Linked DNA regions of Mus musculus: region 1 is linked to region 2. The links are chromatin contacts, called in public promoter capture Hi-C maps. All regions are on one chromosome and are shown on one strand. Each heading gives the region's core, a stretch centred on a gene start, on an enhancer-like site or on the middle of the called end of the contact. The rest is flanking DNA. Distances are from core to core; before and after follow the strand shown. Region 1 overlaps Map3k5 (mitogen-activated protein kinase kinase kinase 5). Region 2 overlaps Map3k5 (mitogen-activated protein kinase kinase kinase 5).

The links. Capture Hi-C pulls out chosen DNA fragments and counts their contacts.
Region 1: a contact with region 2 is called in a promoter capture Hi-C map of pancreatic islet. The contact joins two enhancer-like sites. A contact is called at or near these places in 6 of 484 Hi-C or Micro-C datasets (CD4 T cells, bone marrow-derived macrophages, colorectal tumor organoids and 3 more), 4 of 115 datasets of contacts at active chromatin or transcription factors (the HPC-7 cell line, bone marrow-derived macrophages, cardiomyocytes and 1 more) and 4 of 9 other capture datasets (adipose tissue, embryonic stem cells, liver and 1 more).

What each region holds. Positions count from the first base shown.
Region 1 is chr10:19,955,591-19,958,290 of GRCm38.p6, reverse strand. The region is part of intron 1 of Map3k5 (mitogen-activated protein kinase kinase kinase 5); the gene reads right to left. Among named protein-coding and RNA genes, the nearest start is that of Map3k5, 22 kb to the right of the region's middle. Within about 2 kb of position 1,415, at least 53 of the 459 cell types and tissues checked have an H3K27ac peak or open chromatin away from gene starts, as enhancers often do. A contact at or near this core is called in adipose tissue, colorectal tumor organoids and pancreatic islet, where this site is marked.
Region 2 is chr10:20,122,161-20,124,860 of GRCm38.p6, reverse strand. All of the region lies in intron 23 of Map3k5 (mitogen-activated protein kinase kinase kinase 5), which reads right to left. Among named protein-coding and RNA genes, the nearest start is that of Map7, 48 kb to the left of the region's middle. Within about 2 kb of position 1,285, at least 129 of the 459 cell types and tissues checked have an H3K27ac peak or open chromatin away from gene starts, as enhancers often do. A contact at or near this core is called in adipose tissue, colorectal tumor organoids and pancreatic islet, where this site is marked.

The DNA.
Region 1 (2,700 bases), core at 166-2,665, 170 kb after region 2:
ATAGAAGAAACAGCAAAATATTTCCTGAGTGCTTACATGACACATTGTTGACAGAAAATCACATCTGCTCGAGGAATTTAATTAGGAGTATTATTTGTTAATGTTTACTCAGTACATCACACAAGCCCTCATAAACAGAATAAGGGCCTTATAAAAGACACGCCAGAGAGATACCATGTCTCCTTTGCAACCTGTGGCTATAATTAACAGACTCTGTCTGTGAGGAAGTGGCCCGCATCAGACACCAAATCTTCCAGTGCCTTGCTTGATCTTGGACTTCCCAGTCTGTAGAGCGTGAGAAAATCTTATCAGTTTATAAACCACACAGCCTACAGTATTTTCCTACAGAAGCCTGAACACACGATGGCAAATTCTTCAGAGAGTCACGTGTGAACAACAGAGACATAAGGAACAAGATGACCCTAACCAAAAAACACAAGTTGGCATTACCAAACAGTGGACTTAAACTGGAATACTGGGATAGGCAGGAAAGGACCCTCTGTAGGCTACGGTGCCAGAGGCTCACAGAATACTGACCATCAGGAGGCCGCTTGGTCCAGAAACTGCAGGAGGGAGATTCTAGGAAGGAAGGACTAAGAATCCTCCTGTTCCCTAAATTATTGGTTCCAGCAACCACTAGCACAGGAAAACTACAGGCCCTTAAGATGGGTGGTGGGGCCATGGGGAAAAAACATGCAGAGGATTTGGGAGCAGGAATGGAGAGAGACCCCTGAGAGCTATCTGCTCAGGGAAAGGCAGGAAGGGACAAGGCTGGGCCTGGTCACAGGGGGCCACAATGACCTCCAGGAACCTGTGTGGTGGACTAGCGAGTGTCCTTTCCATTGGTGGGGAGCCAACCAGGGGAGCTCAAAGCAGGGTACTGCTCTGAAGTTCCTTTCAGAGTACTGAGACCTGCTAGGGAATATAGGGAAGAAAGGCAGTCACCATGCACCCAAAGCTCCCTGTGCCAGAAACACCAAAGTATCTTTCAACCAGCCAGCAAATGTACCCAAAATTGAGAATTCCTAAGCAGGGTGTTTGTTCACAGCCCTATACAATTCAAGACAATTAAAGAAAATCACACAAATACCTTTAGTCTCTCATCTGGGGTGAGAATCTCTGCCTCAATTGGAGCGAGTGACAAAAATTAAGAAAGAAAAATACAGACTGACAGCCAGTCTGAAGAAAGAGCAGGAGAGGGAGAGGGAGTGGAGGTGGGGTGGAGTGGGGCGAGGGGAGGGGAACAGAAAAGCCCAGCTCTGACTTTGTGCGGTTCCAGCTAGAAACATATCCTGTTCACCAAATAGAAGACTCATGCTTTTCCCAAATGTAAACAGAACTCTCGATAGGACAGGCAGCCAAGGAGCGTCCAGTGTTTGCACATGACTCTCAGGTGTGCCCCAGCCAAAGATTAAGGAGGGGTTGGCTCTTGTTCCTAACTGCTCCAGCCTGCCACTGGATTGCACCAGAAATAAGGCGATGAGTGTGTGAGGATAAGGCTGGTGGGGAATTTAGATTACGAAAAATACTAAAAGAAACAGAAACTCAGCTGTTTCTAAAGCTGAAGGGGATGAAGCAGGGGAAGCCCTGACAAAAGAGCCTCCGGGACTCCATCTTTATCTGGAGACTGTTGGTGGCTGCAAACTCCTCTGGGAATGCAGTCTGCAGATTAGACCCGTCTAGGAAACACACACTTGCATCTGCACTTGACCCTCAGGGGAGGCCTCTCCTCACTCCCTGACTCCAGAGGCTTCTACCACCATTGCTACCCCAAGTTCTCTGGAAACCTACACCACCAGCTTTTGCTTTGCCTTTTTCATAGAGGGAGAATAAAGGTGGCAGGTGACAGACTAGCCCATTCCCCAGCGGGGATAAAGCAGTATATAGCAAAGATGGTTTTTTAAAAGGCAATAAACCCCACTCTTTTGCCTAAGTAGTTAGCTTAGAGCAGTCATTCTCAACCTGTGGGTCTCAACCCCTTGGAGGGTCAAATGACCTTTCCACAGGGTGGCCTAGGACTATAGGAAGATAAAAATATCTACATTACAATTCATTACAGTAGCAAAAGTATAGTTACGAAGTAACAATGAAAATAATTTTATGGTTTGGGGGTTACCACAACATGAGGAACTGTATTAAAAGGTCACTGACTTAGGAAGGCTGAGACGCACTGGCTTAGAGAAAGCACTTTACCTATAAATAGGACTTTTGCATGTTCGCCACCTTCCTCTCACACATCAGGCAGTGTGGATGACGGCCCTTTCACCTCTGTTCAACCATGTCACCCAAGCATGTTCAAACACAGGGAAAAAGGTCAACATAGAAGCAAATGTTCTTCCTACTTGAAAACATCACAGGTTTTGATTTTGGCAGCTCGATGGTTACTTTTAACTGTCAAGTTGACACAGCCTAGAATCTTCTCGGCACCAAGTTTCAAAGAGAGATGGTCTACATTGGATTTATCTGTGGAGAGTCTGTGAGAAACTGCCTTAATTAAGTTAATTGATGTGGGAAGACCCAGCCCACTGTGGAAGCAAGGGGTGCTGAACTGTGTAAGAATAGAGAAATTGCTAGTCATGGTGATGCACACTTTTAATCCTGGTACCTGCGGACAGGCAGGTGGATCTCTGTGAATTCAAGGGCAGCCTGGCTTACCATACTAAGTTCCAGGCCAGCATGATGGCAGAGTGAGACCTTGTC
Region 2 (2,700 bases), core at 36-2,535:
AGGCCTTCCCCAACATGCTTTGAACCCTGTGGCTCCCCTTAGTAGCCATCACTGCTGCCAGAAGTAACCAGTCTTTGGAGAAACAGCCGTACGCCCACGCTGGTCGGTAGCCAGGGCACATTTGGGCTGTGCCCAGATGGGGATAGGTTGAGGCGGTGAGAATCCTGCTGTTGGGAATTTTAATTGGACACTAAGGTGAGAGAGGGGCACGGAGCCATGGAATCTTAATCTCCGAGTCTGCCTGCAGAAAGGTCACAACCCAGGGTCGGGGTGCACCCAAGGACACGGGAGTAGATGCAGGGGAGTCGAGAATGACAATGGAAAGAGAAGAAGATAGAGCAGAGACGAGCAGCACAAGACGAACAGCAGCAGCCAAGCAAGAGCAAAGATGGAAGGAACCGTGGAGCTTTCTGTCTTCCGGACTCACACACCATGGTTCTCTAGGCCAGGCTCAGCTGGGTACCAGCCGGCTACCTCTCTCCTGGCTGTGTGTATCTATCAAAAGGTGTGCCTGGCCCTTCCATGGCCTTTAAAGTCAACTCCCTGTCGTAAAAGGGGCCAGGTTAGACACCACCATTGGAACCCCACCTTAACAACAACTGGGTAATCAGTTATAAAAAACAAACCAAGGAAACGTTCACATATTTAAATAGACCTCTCTTTCAAAGTGATTTTTATTTTATTTTATTTTATTTTATTTTATTTTATTTTAATGTGAGCAAGGCACACTGAGCCTGTAAAGAAAACCTAATCCTCATTAAACTTCAAGAATTTTTATTAAGCTAATTTCTAGTTCATACTGCATTTTCTAACTGTATTATTAAAATTAAGTTTCTCCACCAGGCCAATAAAATTCCCATCATTAGAATTCCATGAAAAATTTCAAAACACACCCTCACCTTCTCCACATATATTCTTGATTTGGGAGCTTGGTCCCCTGTTTAAGTTCTCATGAGAAAAGTCTAAATTGAAAGGCCTAAAGGCTGTCATTAAAGAAACATTTGAAAATTACACTGAGAACAATTACACTCTTTGTGTTTTTCTCATCACAAACTGAATGACAGCCAGAGGGAGGATTCACAGGCAACTTCCTAACACCGGGAAATATCAGGAGAGCGAACTGCTAGGAGAGCAAGCATTTATTTTTGACATCAGCTTTGTCTTTAAAGCAGCAGCAGCAGCAGCATGTTGCCTGGATGCGCGTGTGGCTGTCCTACACAGCACAGTCTCTACCCTGGGAAATGCTTCCCGTCCAGGCTACCACATCCGCTTAGTCATCATCATTTCTGCCCTAACTCCCGCCCCTCTGTGTCAGCTCATTCGAGGGCTTTCCTTTCTGAGACAGCATGTTCTGCAGGGTAAACCTGCCTCAGAACAATGGCAGCATTCGACAGTGAGCCTTTCCCACAAATTCAGCATTCACAGCTTTCCTGCAAAAGCCCTCTCTAGCCTTGTGTGCACAGGGGTGTGTGTGTGTGTGTTATATGCAGCTATGCACACATGTGAAGGCCACAAGCAGATATTGGGCTATCTTCCTCTCTTACTCGCTGCCTTATTACATCAATGCAAGGTCTCTCAATGATCTCCAAGGATCTTCCATCTCCCCTTGGGCTGGAGTTCTAGGCCTGCCCCGCCACACTCAGCTTTTTATGAGTGCTAGAGATTTGGATTTGAACTCTGCTCCTCGTTTTCACAGAAAGTGCTCTTGTCCACCGAACCCTCTCCCTAGTCTTTATTCCTTAAACTGTCAGCGATTTGTGAAAGGTGAGATACAGTTTAAAGAAGTTAAACTGTAATCAATAAAAACTGGGGCCAGGGAGACGGCTCAGTGGGTAAGAACACTCTCTTGAAAGCATGAGGACCTATCACTCGCGGAAAGAGGGGTCTTGTCTTCACTTGCCTGTAACCCCAGCATCATGAGGCAGAGACTGGTGGATCCCGAGAGTGCACTGGCCAGTCAGCCTAGCTGAGAGAGCAAGCTTCCGGGTCAGTGAGAGACACGGTCTTAAGGTTAGTAAGTCAGAGAGTAACAGAGGAAGACAAAGGCCAGCCTCTGACCTCCACGTGTGCATGCACCTGCACACTTGTGTGCATGCAACATACATCCCATAATATACTTCAGAACACACAACACACACATACGAGATACACACACCCAAAAATTAAAGCTTTTCATGGGTTAATAGACTAAGGACCTAACCGATAATCAATTCCCTTTGGGTTTGTTCTGTAGTGTAGAATGAAATGTAAATATTTCTCTAGAAAGGTTTTAAAACATTAAGAAAATAATGTCTACATAGAAAGGATTGTGATCAAGGTGCAGGATGTGAAACTCTCAGAGAATCAATAAAAACGTTATGTGTGGGGCGGGGGAGAAATTATTTCTCTCTGGTTGTGGAATAAAAAAAGAAACTAGGTAACTATTATTAGGTTGGTTGGCGGTAACAAGTTCGCATTTGTACAGTGTTTTTTATTTTGACCTAAATTTCCCATGACTCAGTGACTCCTGTCAGCAATGGCACATGAGTCTTTGTGAAGCAGCTCAGGCTCTGAGGAGGTCAGTATCTTACTCAGATGGCACAGCCTTGAAGTGATGGAGCCAGGACTCTGACTAAGGCAAGCCCAAACTTAATCCAAGCTCCTAACTATGTATCCCCCTTGCCCCAAGCTGGAACATCAGCCGTAAACTGGAGGAAGACC